Linked DNA regions of Oryctolagus cuniculus: region 2 is linked to region 1. Evidence: chromatin contacts called from public Micro-C data. All regions are on one chromosome and are shown on one strand. The core of a region is the stretch at or near the end of the contact, and the rest is flanking DNA. Distances in the headings are between cores, read along the strand shown. Region 1 overlaps PLPBP (pyridoxal phosphate binding protein). Region 2 holds the start of BRF2 (BRF2 general transcription factor IIIB subunit).

The links. Hi-C and Micro-C count contacts between places; a contact is called where the count stands out from the background.
Region 2: a contact with region 1 is called in a Micro-C map of ear pinna, with 5 times the contacts expected there. The contact joins the promoter of BRF2 here to the enhancer-like site in region 1. A contact is called at or near these places in 4 of 6 Hi-C or Micro-C datasets (ear pinna, psoas muscle, skin fibroblasts and 1 more).

Annotation. Positions count from the first base shown.
Region 1 is chr2:87,641,512-87,648,657 of mOryCun1.1, forward strand. PLPBP (pyridoxal phosphate binding protein) reads left to right here. Exons shown (of 8, transcript XM_051832369.2): 6 at 1-84; 7 at 432-530; 8 at 1,337-2,507. The coding sequence ends at 1,435. Among named protein-coding and RNA genes, the nearest start is that of ADGRA2, 16 kb to the right of the region's middle. Within about 2 kb of position 4,335, at least 1 of the 8 cell types and tissues checked has an H3K27ac peak or open chromatin away from gene starts, as enhancers often do. A contact at or near this core is called in ear pinna, where this site is marked.
Region 2 is chr2:87,696,870-87,704,015 of mOryCun1.1, forward strand. BRF2 (BRF2 general transcription factor IIIB subunit) reads right to left here and starts at 4,426. Exons shown (of 4, transcript XM_002720786.5): 1 at 4,171-4,426; 2 at 3,116-3,175; 3 at 2,014-2,335; 4 at 1-1,171. The coding sequence starts at 4,324. The coding sequence ends at 436.

The sequences.
Region 1 (7,146 bases), core at 3,085-5,584:
TGCCCCAGCCTGGAGTTTGTGGGGCTGATGACCATCGGAAGCTTTGGACATGATCTCAGTCAAGGGCCAAACCCAGACTTCCAGGTAGGGGGCCGGCTGGGGCGGGGGGCGGTGCGGTGGCAGTGGCTTCAGAGGTGACCCAGGGGTGGCCCGCCCGTCAGGCACCCCAGCGCTCTGGAAAGGGAAGAACGGCCTCCCTGAACCCCACCGCCCTTCCCGACTCCGAGTGCCCCCACCTCGCCTCAGCACGGACTGCAGACGAGGCACGTGCTCTCGTCCTCTCCGGGGAGAGCGGGGGGGTTTGCCGGAAGCTCTCTCGCTTGCTTCTGGGCCTCGTGACAGGCCTTGAAATCAGGAAGCTCAGTCAGCTTTTCCCAGGGTGTTCAGAGCCGGCGCCCTGCAGGCTGGGGTCACGCGTGTCTGTCCACCAGGTGCTGCTGTCCCTGCGGGAGGAGCTGTGTGACAAGCTGAACGTCCCTGCCGCCCAGGTAGAGCTGAGCATGGGCATGTCCACGGACTTCCAGCACGCGGTGAGTGCCCCCCCAGGGCCCGCCCCGAAAGCCGAAGCAAGAGCAGACCCTTTGGGGACCCGTGTTGTGGCGCAGCCAGTTAAGCCACCGCCTGTTGCACCAGCTGCTCCTCTTTCAGTCTAGCTCCCTGCTGTGGCCTGGGAAAGCAGTAGGAGATGGCCCAAGTGCTTGGGCCCCTGCATCCATGTGGGAGACCCGGAAAAGCTCCTGGCTCCTGGCTTCGGGCTGCCCCTGCTCTGGGCTGTGGGTGGCATTTTGGGAGTGAACCAGCGGATGGACTCTGCCTTTCAAATAAATAAATCAGTCTTTAAAAACCAAACAAAGAGCAGGCGTTTATTGGAGGAGCCCGGAGAGGCCTCTGCGTGGAGCGCCAGCCACAGCGCCTCCCTCAGCTGCTCCCCGCCCCACCCCGCCCCCTCCTTGCTTGAGGTGAAATGTATAGAAATTGTAGCCTGACGCCTCGATTGGATCCCCTAAGAGAAGAAGTTGCAGAAATCCAAATATAAGCTTGCATTCCTAGAAGACTGTGTAAATGAAGACAGGCTGAAAGTACTTTGTGAGTAACCGGAAGTCAGCCCTGCACGCAGATGCCACGGGAGGGAGCACTGGGAAGGTGTGCAGGCCTTCCTCACTCCCCACTGTGTGTGTGGAGGTGCGCCGGCCTCGCCCCCACCCGGCTAAGTGCCAGTCCCACTCCCCCGTCTCGATGCAAACCAAGGCCGACAGCCGCTCAGAGGTGGGGCGGCCCCCGTATGGAGATGCCGTGTCTCCGTGTCTTCACCTCGCCCCTCTCTTCTTTCCCTCAGATTGAGGTGGGATCCACGAATGTCCGGATAGGAAGCACCATCTTTGGAGAGCGGGATTACTCAAAGAAGGCCCCCGCGGAGGTGTCGCAGGAGCACTGAGCCGAGGGCGCGGACTGCCCTGTGGTGCTCCCGGGTCACGGCCTGCAGGGGGCGCGCCCGCCGTGGCGGCTGGTGACAGGGACCAGCGGCACTGGGTCTCTGACGCAGGACGCTGGCTGCGTGCAGTGCTTCCGACTGCACTTGAAAACTCCCGCCCTTCCCGACAGCGTGGAACTGAGTTCGGCACATATTGCACCCCGGAGCGCCAGCTGAGCTGCGGATGCCTTTTCCAGGTTAAGATGTCCCTGATGCCGCTCACCGTGGAAGGCAGAGAGAGCCTCGGCTTTCATCCCACTTTAGCAGGAAGTCGCTGTGATGACCAACCTCCAGCCCTCTGCTGCTCGGGGCGCGGTGCGCCCCACCCCGTTTCTCCAGCCGGTAGATGCGTGAAGGTCGTGTCCACTGGGCAGAGGCTGTGCAGCGCGCTCGGACTGTGGCGGATGAGAGTCTGGGTCGCTGGCCGTGCTGTGGTAATGACCCTTAGGTGACACAGGTGACGCAGATAGGATTTGAGCCCCAGGAGCCAGGACGGAGGGCTCTCCTCCGGGCAGAATGAGCGAAAGGCTTTCTCGTCGCCCATGGCCCTCTTCAAAGTGCTTGGCGCGGCCAGGCGGCCCATCACTCCTGAGAAATGAGCAGTGCTCTCGCAGCCGCCTCGGCACGGGGTGTGCACAAACCCCGGCCTGCCCCTTCCTCTCGGCTCTGCCACAGCCCCCGCCATTTATAAGCCAAACTCCTGCAGCTCCTCTTGGTAGCTGACAGAGTGGCAAGATCTTTAAAAACCGGAAAGCACAATTCTCTCGTCACGGCAGATGGCTTCCCTGGGGCTTGTTCATCTTCTACACGGCTTTCTCGCTTATTTATCCCAGCTCCAGCCTTGAATTCTACGAGGTAACTCAGAACATGATGCTGCTGCTGAATGTAATTTTGTAAAACTTCAACCATGCTGATCCCTCTGTTGCCTCCATCAGAGCTGTGCTGTAATATCTCAGAGTCAATTAAATAAAAATGTGAACTTGAATTATACCATCTGTGCCAATTACAAAGCAATTAAAAGATTTATTTTTTATGATCTGGTGTAGTGAGTGACTGTGAGAGGAGGGGGGCACTGGGGCCACCAAGGAGCAGCTGGGCCCGGTCCTTGGCCTCGGGCCAGCCTGGCCTTGGGAAGGGGCTTCCCTTGGGTGACAAGACGAAGCCACGGCCACACCGTGGACAAGAGAGGGCAAGAGAACAAGGTGTTGGCGTTTGGGGAATTCGAGAAGTACAGGGTACACCTCCGACTGCCTCTAGATGGCGCCGGTGTCTAGCCTGAAGCTCAAGCCCTCGCTCTGATCTGCCGTCCGCTCCACCTGGAGGAAAAATGGATGGGGCAGACTCTTGCAGGGCCACTAGGTGGCGGTAAACCATCAGGAGAGCTCAGTGGCGGCTGGAGGTCAAGAACAGCGAAGGGGGACCCAGGGGGATGCTGAATCAGATCCAGACAAGGGACAGAAACCAAAACGTCTGCCCAGGTGAGCCATGGCCGGCAGCGCCTTTGGCAGTGAGAACCACACACGAGAGGCAGCAGGTTGGGCTTCTCCCAGCAGCACCCATGGCACATCTGGGTGGCGGCAGCTGCCCTGACCAGGCCCACCCACAGCCCAGGGCCCTCTCCGGGAGCCCTGTCTCCGGCCTGAAACCAGCCTCAGGTTTGAGACATCAGAGGTCTCCAGGGATCCCTCAAGGCTTCGACCGCTTGGGAAGTGCTTCACAGATCCCCCACCCCTTTCACAAAGCAACCTCTTACTGGTCAAGCTGCCCCCCCTCCCCGGGTGGGGGCCAGCATTGCAGTGCAGCAGGTTAAGTCTCTGCTTGCAATGCCCCCCTCCCGGGATGGAGTGGCAGGTCCACTTCTGATCCAGCTCCCTGCTGATGTGCCTGGGAAGACAGTGGAAAATGGTCCAAGTGTGTGGGCTCCTGCCATCCATGTGGAGATCGGGATGGAGTTCCAGGCTCCTGGCTTTGGCCTGACCCAGCCCCAGATGTGACCACCGTTTGGAAAGTGAACCAGTAGGTGAAAGATGTCTCCTTCTACCTCTCTTGTCACTCTGCATTTCAGATAAATGATTAAATTAATAGTCTTTTTTAAAAGTTGCACCCTTTCTTTTAAAAATTTGTGTCCTATAAAGCACTATTTGCTATATTCTCACCTTTTCTGCTCACAACATCTGGGAGGGTATCTGAGAGTATCAGGCAGTATCTGTTTGTGGCTAGGAGAATGGAGGCTTTGCTAAGGCTCTTTCCCTGAGTGAGGGGCAAGTGAGTTGGTGACAGGGTAAGAAATAAGTTCAGTACTTTTTACAACTATTTTAAAGATGTTTTTATTTATTTGAAAGGTAGAGTTACATAGACAGAGATCTTCCATGTACCAACTCACTCCCCAGAGGGTTGCAATGGCCGGGACTGGGCCAAGCCAAAGCCAGGAGCCTAGAACTCTGTCTGGGTCTCCTATGTGGGTTGCAGGGGCCCAGGCACTTGGACCGTCTGCTGCTGCTTTCCCAGGAGCACTAGAAGGGAGCTGGATGGGACGTGGCGCTGCCAGGTCTCGAACCAGTTCTCCCGTGGCAGAGACTCCAGCAACAGTGCCGACACCGGCCCCAACTCAGGACTCTGGACTTCCCATCCCAGAGTTTGGCCTCCACACCCGCCGATGCCTCTGGCTTTCATCATCGAGAATCAGCATATTCTTAGATTTGCAGCTTTCATTTCGGCAGCCCGCACGCCATAAAAGAAATGCATGGCTTAATGTCTTGCAGCAGTCGAGAACTGACGCAGCACAGTGCGGAGCACGCTGGAGCCACAGCCGCGGGGGTGAGAAGGAAGGAGAGAATGAAATCCAAGCCATGAGTGAGCTTAGCCTCCGCTTCCGGCATCCCGACTCCCTGGCACGCACATTCCTCTGCGTTCAGACGGTCCCACGACTGCAGGGCTCAGTGTGCAAAGCCCTGACTTCCCCCGAGCTGAATCGACATTGCCTTCTGTCCCCCAGGCTCCGCTCTAGACACAGGAGGAATGAGGTCACACACGTTCTTAAAACCTGAGGCATCTCTGTCCCTCAGAAAAGAAACGGCCCTGTGAACAGGGGGCTCCCAGCCACTGCTGCAGGGCTGCTGTGGTAAGGGTGGAGCGTCAGCAGGGGTGCCGTGGCCAGCCGGAAAGCAGTGGCTCCAGGCACTGCAGCTGGCTCCACCATGAGGTCAGCTGAATGCTATTACGTCCTCCTCCTGACGAAGGGCCAAAGAACCCACGCCGCCAGCCACCACGAAGTTCCCCTAAGCTCTCCTCTCCTCCACAAACGCATAGGAAAAGGCTTCCCTCGGGGCTGGTGGCGCTGTGGCACAGCAGGTTAAGCTGCCACCTGCGGGCGCAGGCATCCCATATGAGCACCAGTTGGAGTGAGTCCCGGCGGCTCCACTTCCAATCCAGCTCCCTGCTGGTGTACCTGGGAGGGCAGTAGAGGATGGCCCAAGTGCCTGGGCCCCTGCACTCACAGGGGAGAGCTGGATGCAGTTCCAAGCTCCTGGCCATTGCAGCCATTTGGGAAATCAACCAGTGGATGGAAGATTCTCTCTTTCTCTCTCTCTCTCTCTCTCTCTCTCTCTCTCTCTCTTTCTCTCTCTCTCTCCCTCCCTCCCTCCCTCCCTCCCTCTCTTTCCCTCTCTTTCCCTCTCTTCCTCTCTCCTTCTCTCCCTCTCTCCCTCTCTGTTTCTCTCTGTAACTCTGCCTGTCAAATAAACATTTTTTTTAATGTTTTCTGTTCTTTTGCATCCACGTGGACATACACACTACAGCTGGGTGTGAGTGACTGACTCCTGGCAAGGTCAAGGGCCCCGAGTCCCTTCTCCCATGCTCCCCACCTTCCTGGGCCAGCCCCTCACTAGTGCCCTCCCTAGGAGCGGCACCTCTCTCTCTCTCTCCCTCTTCAGAGAGAGCCGCATGCCCCAGCTGGCAATCTGCAGAATGAAAGCAATGTGTGACCTTATTCACCAGATGTGCGGGAGAAACAGCGCACCGTGCAGTGCAGCCAACAAGGGAAGATGAGGAGTGGGGGCAGAGAGAGAGGAGGGAGGAGAATCGAGCAAAACTTGGCCGCACATGAAAGATGTCTGTCTGTTCCCCATTAGGCGCGAGTCCCACGCAATCTGCAGCCTCAACAGAACTCCCTTGACCAGAAACTCTCCCGAGAGTGTCAGAAGGAAAAACAAACAGATGAGCAGCTCTTGACAGCAAAGTCACTTAAAAACCGATTTGGGGGGTGGGGGAAGGAGAGGTGTCTGCACATTAGTGGATACGCTTTGGGCCAGGGCTCGGGCAGGGACAGGCAGGCAGGGGCCTGGGAGAGGGTGGGCATTGAAAAGCAAGTCACAGAGAGAGGGAGATACAGAGAGATCTTCCATCCACTGGTTCACTCCCCCAGATCGCTGCAATGGCCAGGGCTGGGCCAGGCGGAAGCCAGGAGTCTAGAACTCCATCTGGGTCTCTCGCGTGGGTGGCAGGAGCCCAAGCACTTGGGCCATCTTCTGCCGCTTTCCCAGGCACATGAGCTAGGAGCTGGATTAGAAGTGCAGCAGCTGCGACTGCAGTGGGTTCCCATACGGGATGCTGTCACTGGCAGCGGCTTTACCCACTGTGCCACAGCACCCACCCCAGGGGTCTGGAACACCGGACAAGTTCAGAGGGGTTGCCTTGCAGAAAGCCCAGGGGTCCAGCACTGGGGAGACCAGACCCCGCCCCATCCGCAGGAGCCCGGGCAGAAAGTTCTGGAAACGTGGAGAAGAGGGCAGGCAAGGGCACAGTTCTGTGCTCAAGTTTCCAGGGCAGGCCGTCCTGTTACAGGAGAGAATTTCTTTTTCTTTTAAAGGAAGAAAAAACTAATGAGAAGAAAGACGCACGCGAGGTTTTGCCTGCCTTCCAGCCTTGTTTATTACGAGGATATCTGATTTCAGCAAAGGAAGCCGGCACCGAAGCAAGGTTTTTATTGGCCGCGAGCAAGAGGAATCCAGGGCTTGTCTTTGATTTGGCTTCCCCAGAACGAGAGAGGCACTGGAGGGTGCTCGCCGCTGCTTTCCCCCGCGACTGAATTTCTCTTTGGAGAAGGAGGGCGGAGCAAGCTCCCACCCCACCCCGCCCAGGGCGAGTGGCCTCATAAACATTTCAGAGAGGAGATCAAAAATCCGGGAACAATCGTTAAAAACCCCTGCAACGGAGCGTGCGCGAGGGCCCGGCCCCCCTGTCGTACTGCTGGGGCGCGGGGAAGAGGCAGGCAGGTGTGGGTGCGAGCATTGGGGACCCCCCCCACACAAGGCCGGGCCGACCCGCGGAGTGAGCCCCGGCCTGATGCTTTCAATGTGTGGCGAAGATAAAGCCAGAGATTGGCCAGGCGGCCTCTGCTTGTGGTACTCCGCAGCCAGCCGGCGCCAGGGGTGCCCACTGGGCTGCAGGCTTCCCAGGGCACCCGCACACACCCTGGGGCTGGCAGAGTCCGAGTTGGGCAACCCGGGACTGAAGTTGGCAGAGCCTCCGTGCCTCCTGCTGGGCTCCCCACGGGAGAACCCAGGAAACCGTCCCCCTTTTCCCAGACTATAGCCTTCTTGTTGCTTTGAGAGGCCAAGAAATAGAGCTCCCATCCAGCCATTTCACTCTCCAAATGCCAGCAACGGCTGGGGGGC
Region 2 (7,146 bases), core at 3,176-5,675, 55 kb after region 1:
AACCCGCCGATGCCTGGGAAAGGACATGGGCCCCAGAACCCCCGGCTCCTGCTGCTCCGAGGGCCGATGCCGGCGCCCCGGCAATGCCGACTGCTCCACAGGCAGCAGGGACGCCCCGCTGGGCCTCTAGAAACCTCAGGAGCACCGAGTCCAACTCAAACCGGGAGCGAGGGACTGACACGTCCCCAACCGCTGAAGAGAAAGGCATCCACAGGCCAGGGGCAGACACAACTCGCACCCGGCACCAACGGATAGGGAGCACTCCTCCCGAGCCCTCCCTGCACTCTTGACTCCTACTCCGTGCCCCTCTCGTCCCAACGACAAACAGCGCCTGTGTGCTCACAGACACTCACTTCCCCAGAAGACAGGCCCATCACCAAGCTGCGATGGGACGAGGTGAGGCGGCCCCGGCTCCTGTCCCGCCATGGCTGTGTGTCAGGGTGGGTTGGGGACACGCCCGGCGGCCTGGCTCGCAGCCTGGGCTCTCTGAAACTCCCGCACTTCCTGGGGGGTGCGCAGATACTGCTCTATCTCACTATCAGAAATGTCCTCATCTCCAGTGACCGTGGACACCGATGGGGTGGGAGGGATCCGCTTGGGGGGCTTCAGCATGCAGGGGGGAAGCAGGGGGACAGGACTGGCTGGCCGCTTCCGCTGAGGCAGACCCGAGGAGCTACCCGCCGCCGCCGCCGCCGCCGCCTCTTCGCCCTGTCCTTGCTCCGGCCCCTGCCGCCCCGGCTCCCGGGCCTCCGCTTCCGCAGCTCCGTCCCGGAAGGCCGCCCGGACCAGCGTGTGGCGGTGCTGCAGGAGGTCCCCGATGTGTTTCACCACAGACCGCTTGTCGAGTTTCAGGACCTGCAGCCAGGCCAGCTGCCCGGCCATCCGCAGCAGCACAGCCAGCAGCTCCTGCAGGCGGGAGGAGGCAGGGTAGGGCAGGTCCACGCTCGCCAGTTTACAAAACCGGGCCAGGGAGCACGTCAGCCGACCCGAGGGCCGCAGCGACTGCCAGGCCAGGAACGTGGCCGCCGTGATGACAGGCAGGGGGTGCCGCCCGGTCACCAGCCACGTCTCGTTCGCCAGCTCCACCAGCTGCAGAGTTCGCGCCAGCATCTTCTCCTTGTCCTCCACATATTTGGCCGGCACGGAGGCGGAGGCCTGGAACAGTTTAAAGCTGAAACAACCACAGGGAGGGTCAGGCCTTCGGGGCTGAGTGAGGAAAGGCGGGCCATTCAAGATGGGGCCGCTCCCGTCCTCCCGGGGCCGCTCGCGCTCACTGGGCAGCGAGGTGAGGGTGCTGAGAACAAACAGGCTATCTTCTCTCGTTAGGCGAAAGGCAGACCAACGCCAGGCATCGTGAGTGCTTTCCAACGCACTCGCTTCATCTACACCAGGTGCGGGGAAGGGCCAGCCCGCAGGGCCCATGAGGCCTGCGACATCCCTTGGTCCAGCCCTCCCAGGACAACCACGGGCTGGCCTCCAGGTTCAGTCATCAGCAGGCGAACATTCTGTTCAGCCCGCAAACGTTTTATAAATATGGCTCTGCCCAGCCCTGACGTAAGCAAACACACTCCCTGTTTCGCATGCCTATAGCTGAAAAGTTGGCCCACAGTCACCCAGCTAGGGAGTAACCACGCTTCAAATCCACCAGTGCCCTTGGAAAACAACAGGGCCGCTTCCCAAGAAGGCAGGCTCCGTCTCTAACCTGGTACGAACCGACGCCTGCTGGGCTGCACTGGCAGACAACCTGCCGAGCCCAGGCTGCCGCACGCAGCCCCGAGCAGCCCTGTGCCAAGGCTAACACCCACGCGTCCTATGTCATTAGGTTGCTGGGGAGGCAGAGAGGTTTGAAAAGCACAGCACTCTAGAAACGCACAGTGCTGTCAGCCCCCCTAGTAGCAGGCACGGTACAGGATGTTTTCCTCCCACGCCCTTTTAGGTGGGCTGTGGTCAGAGACAGCCACAGGCAGGACTTCAGGTCTCGGGACCCGCCCCGCCCCACCCCGCCCCAGGCACCTGCTACAGTAGGTCTTCACCAAGTCTGCCAGGCACAGGGACGGCACGTCCAGCCCCAGCAGCTTCACCATCTGCAGGTAGGTGCTGGAAAACACGTCCAGGTCTGCGTAGAGCAGGGTGCAGATGGTCCCCATGGTGAGCGGCCAGTTATGCTGCCGGCAGGTGATGAGGACGCAGCACCCAACCAGCACCTCCTTCTTCTGCAGCCTGGCGGCGCGGATGCCGGAGTGCCGGTACGCCTGCCGATAGTAGGCGACCGCCGTGTCCTCAAATGTCGGTGGCAACTGCAGAACGCGGCACAGGTCTCTCACTCGGCGGAGACCTTGGGAGACCCATGGCAGGAGTTAGAGTGGGCACGGGAGCGCCTGTGCAGCACCCGGCATATTCTGCTAAGCTAGCCTCGGATAACGGATGCACACATAACTGATCTTTCTGCACCCACAGGAGCGACGCCTGGGGAAGCCACTGCTTTTATTTTTTAAGTAAAATATATTTATTTATTTATTTAATTTGAAAGGCAGAGTTACATAGTGGGAGAGACGGAGAGACAAAGGTCTCCCATCTACTGGTTCACTCCCCAGATGGCTGCATGGCCAGGACTGGGCCAGGCTGAAGCCAGGGGCTTCATCTGGGTCTCCCACGTGGGTGCAGGAGCCCAGGCACTTAGGCCATCCTCTGCTACTTTCCCAAGCATGTGAGCAGGGAGCTGGCTCAGAAGCGGAGCAGCCAGGATTCAAACTGGCACCCATACGGGATGCTGGTGTCACAGGAGGCAGTTTAACACGCTACGCCACAACGCCGGCCCCCCTGTAGTCATTCTAAAGGCGCAAACACCTCGGTGGCAAGAAGTCACACTTCAGCCCACTGCCGTTTGAAGGCTGGTTTGATCCAGGCTCCTCGAGGCAACCTCGAACATGCTGAGCAGACCCAACACTTAGACGGACGCGCTGCCACTCTCGGAGCCGTCTCCGGCCTTGCTCATCACCCACCATTCTACTCTACCCGACACGAGTGATGCTGAAAACAGGAGAGGAAGGCCGCCGGTGGGGCCCACGGGGCAGCTCCCGTGACAGCCACTGCGCCGTAGAAGGTTGACTCTCACCTCGCTGCTGGCTGCGGCTCGCCTGCTCGCTTTCCCCTGTGCTCCGAGAATACGTGACTTCTGCAAGATCACGGACAAGAAACAACACGCTCAGCCCTCCCGCATCACAGCCCCGCTCCCGCACCCACACCAGGGCCAGGGGCAGAATTCCAGTCTCCGAGCAGCTCTGAAACTTAGCTTTGATTTTATTTTCATCTACTTGGAAGGCACAGAGACAAAGACGGAAAGAGACAGAGAGAGATCGTCCCTCTGCCGGTTCGCTCCCCAAATGCCCACCAAGCCAGGGCCGGGCCAGACTAAGGTCAGGAGCCTGGAACTCCACCTGGGTCTCCCCCAGGAGCAGCAGGGACCGGGCACGGGAGCCATCATCCAGGCAGCATTCGCAGGGAGCTGGATCTGATGCAGAGTAGGTCGCTGGGACTGGGACAGGCTGCAGGTGTCCCACGCAGCAGCTTAGCCCACTGGGACACAAGCCCAGCTCTCTCCACCCCTGCCCTGCCCTGCCCTGCCCTGCCCGCAATCCGTCCACAGCAGTCTCAGATACGGAGTTCGAGGAAGGCTGGTACCACAGCAGTCTCTCTAAAGAGCACCAGCTTTTCAGTCTCTCTCTTTTACACCCAACCCAAGCAATTTTCCTGGCTGCGGATTTTTGGATTTTGGACTAGTCAGGGATTTGAAAAGCAATGCAAAGGGAGGGGAAAAAAAAAAAAAAAAGAGGGAGTATTTGTGCCAATGAAAAGCTCTTCGGTTAAACAAACCGTAACCCTAACCCTAACCCTAACGTGCTATAGTTGCAAGGAACTGACCCACGACCGTCCACCACGACCAGACCGGGCAGGTCGAGCGGAACTGGTTTCTGTTTCGTTTATTCAACGTTCCTTGTACCCAGGACGAACCTGGGTGCGTGGGGAACCCGCGAATGGGAGTCCCTGGCCGCCTGCAGAAGCCCGTCTGCTCCCGTATTCAGGGCTGCGCGGGACAAGGAGCGCGGAGCTAGGGAACGCGCGCTATCCCCCCCTACCCCATCGACCCCAGGCAAGGACCCGCACAGGTACCTCGGAGGTGGCCCTCGTCGCTGTAGGTGGTGGTAAGGGTCCCCTCAGTGACCACGCAGCCACAGTCGGAACACACCAGCTGGCTCTGCGAATAGTGCGAGTCTTCCACAAGCTCAGCCGAGCCGCACTCGGGACAGCGGCCTCCGCCCGGCATCTCACAACACGCCGCCGCAACTGGCGCCGCCGCCGCCTCGAGAGCCAGCGACAACCACAGCGCGGCTGGAACTGGAAGGGGACCCTTTTAACAGCTGCACCTTCCTCTTCCGGCCAAAGAGCCGCCGGGATAGGTACTTCGCTCCGGCCCCGCCCCGCGACTGAGAGTCACTTCCGGTCTGTGCCTGTCTAGACTCCGATAGGAACATGAGCTAGGAGAGAAGGATCCTGGACTAAACTGCTCCGGTCCTCAACGTAGTTTGATGTGGATCAGACTGGTGGCGTTGAATTTGGATGAACATTCTGCCTTTATGGACAAGTACAACAGACTAAAAATTTTTGTCATCCCCAACAACCCTCGCGCTTAAGCGCTAGGGGACTCGCGGATTCCCCACTTCTTTTTCCGTTGATTTTGGCTGTAGTATAAAGTCTATCTCTAAAAGGAAAAATTACGTAGCAGGAAAGCAGGACATGCTATTCTACTTTCCCGGGCTGCTTCCCAAGGAAGTGTGAGTGTCCTTTACCCAACTGTAAAATGAGGGCCGTTGAGGGGCCATTGCTGTGACACAGCGGGCTAATCCTCCGCCTGCAGTGCCGGTATCCCATATGGGCACCAGTTCAAGTCCCAGCTGCTCCACCTTTGATCCAGCTCCCTTCTAATGCACCTGGGAAAGCAGCAGAAGATAGTTCAAGTGCCTGGGCCCCTGCACCCACCTGGGAGACCCGGAAGATGCTCACCTGGCCCAGCTCTGGCCGTTGCAGCTATTTAGAGAGAGAACCAGCAGATAGAAGATTCCTTCTCTCTCAATCTCTCTCTCTCTCCCTGCTGCCCCCTAACTCTGCCTGTCAAATAAATAAAAAATAAATATAAAAGAAAAAAATGAGGACATTGAGTTAAAATCCAGGGGCAAACTCCAATGCTTTGGGAAAGCCAGAGAAGGAATTTCTGCCAGAATTTGGAGTGAAAGAACGTGGAGTGGTGAGGTTTTTGATAGACTCAAGGGCATACGCAGACTCAGGAGATTTTAAAGCCTTGGGCTTTTTTTTTTTTTTTAAAGATTTATTTATTTGAAAGTCAGAGTTACACAGAGAGAAGGAGAGGCAGAGAGAGAGAGAGAGGTCTTCCATCTGCTGGTTCACTCCCCAATTGGCTGCAACAGCTGGAGCTTCTTCCAGGTCTCCCATGTGGGTTCAGGGGCCCAAGGACTTGGGACATCTTCTACTGCTTTCCCGGGCCATAGCAGAGAGCTGGATCAGAAGTGGAGAAGACGGGTCTTGAACCAGCATCGATAAGGGATGCTGGCACTGCAGGCGGCAGCTTTACCCGCTACGCCACAGCCCCGGCCCAACCTTGAGCCTTAAGATGCTCCAGGATTCTGGCTCTGAAGCTCCTAGTCTGCTATGGTCTAGTTCAAACCAGTTCCAAGAAATCTCACCTCTAGCGGTGACATTAACCAAAACCAACCTTAGAAATCTGGTGCCGCGGTCTGACTGTGTTCCCCAGAATTCATGTGTTGGGGAAACAACCCCCAGTGCAGCAGTGTGTGTGGAGGGGGGCTGCCTTGGGAGAAGGGTTTGGGTTATGTGGGCCCTGACCCTGGGAATTGAGCCAAACTTGCAAGCTGGGTTTGGTCCTTTAGCTCTTCCACCTTCTGCCACGTGGGGGCAGTGTCGGCCCCTAGCGGGATGCAGCCTTCAAGAGTGCATTTTGGAAGCAGAGAGCAGCTCTCATCAGAGGGTGGGTGCCTTGACCTTGGGTTTCCTCGTCTCTGGAATTATGAGAAAATAAATGTCTGTTCTTCACAAGGTACCTGCTCTGTTGTAGCAGCAGCACAAATGGGATAAGACAGATTATATATTATGTTTGAATATGAGCTAAAAACAGGTTTTTAAAAATTTATTTGAAAGGCATATGACAATGACACACTCACAGAGGAGGAGGAGGGGGGAGAGAGAGAGAGAGAGAGAGAGAGAGAGAGAGAGAGATCTTTCATCTGCTGGATCACTTCCCAAATGTCTACAGTAGCCAGGAATGGGCCAGACTGAAGTCAGGAGCCGGGAACTCCATCCAGATCTCCCCATGGATGGCAGGAATCCCAGTACCTGCGTCATTTTCTGCTGTTTCCCAGGTGCATCAGCAGGAAGCTGGATTGGAAGGCGAGGCGGGACTCAATCCTAGGCGACAACTCCCAAATGGGATGCGGAGCCCAAGTAGCAGTGTAAGCCACAGTGCAATCCCTATATGTTCTTTGTATGTGATTTTTAGTTTTTGAGAGGTGAAGGGTGGGGAGGAAGAGTGCCCCCATCCCCTGGTTCAGTTCCCAAATGCCCACAACTGCAGGGGCTGGGCCTGTCAGAAGCCGGAAGGCAGAAACTCAATCCAGATCCCCCATGTGGGTGGCAGGAACCCGATTACTGAGTCATCACTCTGTCCTGCAGGATTTGCATTAGCAGGAAGCTGGAGTCGGGGGCCACAGCCAGGACTCAAATCGAGGCACAACGCAGGCATCCTAACCAATGTCTTAACCACCAGGCTTAGGCACCTGCCCCAAGAGTATATGTTCTCGTAAGTCTAATATCACTCATTACAAATAGCTATGTTTGTACTTGAGAGTTGTATGATCTGTTGTATGTGAAAAACAAGAATGTTGAACCAACTAGCCAGCCAGAGGAAGTCCCAGAGAGCAGCAGAGTCCTGGTGCGTGGGGAACACGGGGTGGAGTTCCATCTCTCAGCCGACAGGGGGAGCTGCAGACAGGCCCCTGGCATTTGCAGACGTTCTAGCATGCAGAGTGGGGTAGACAGTACTATGAGAACAGGAAA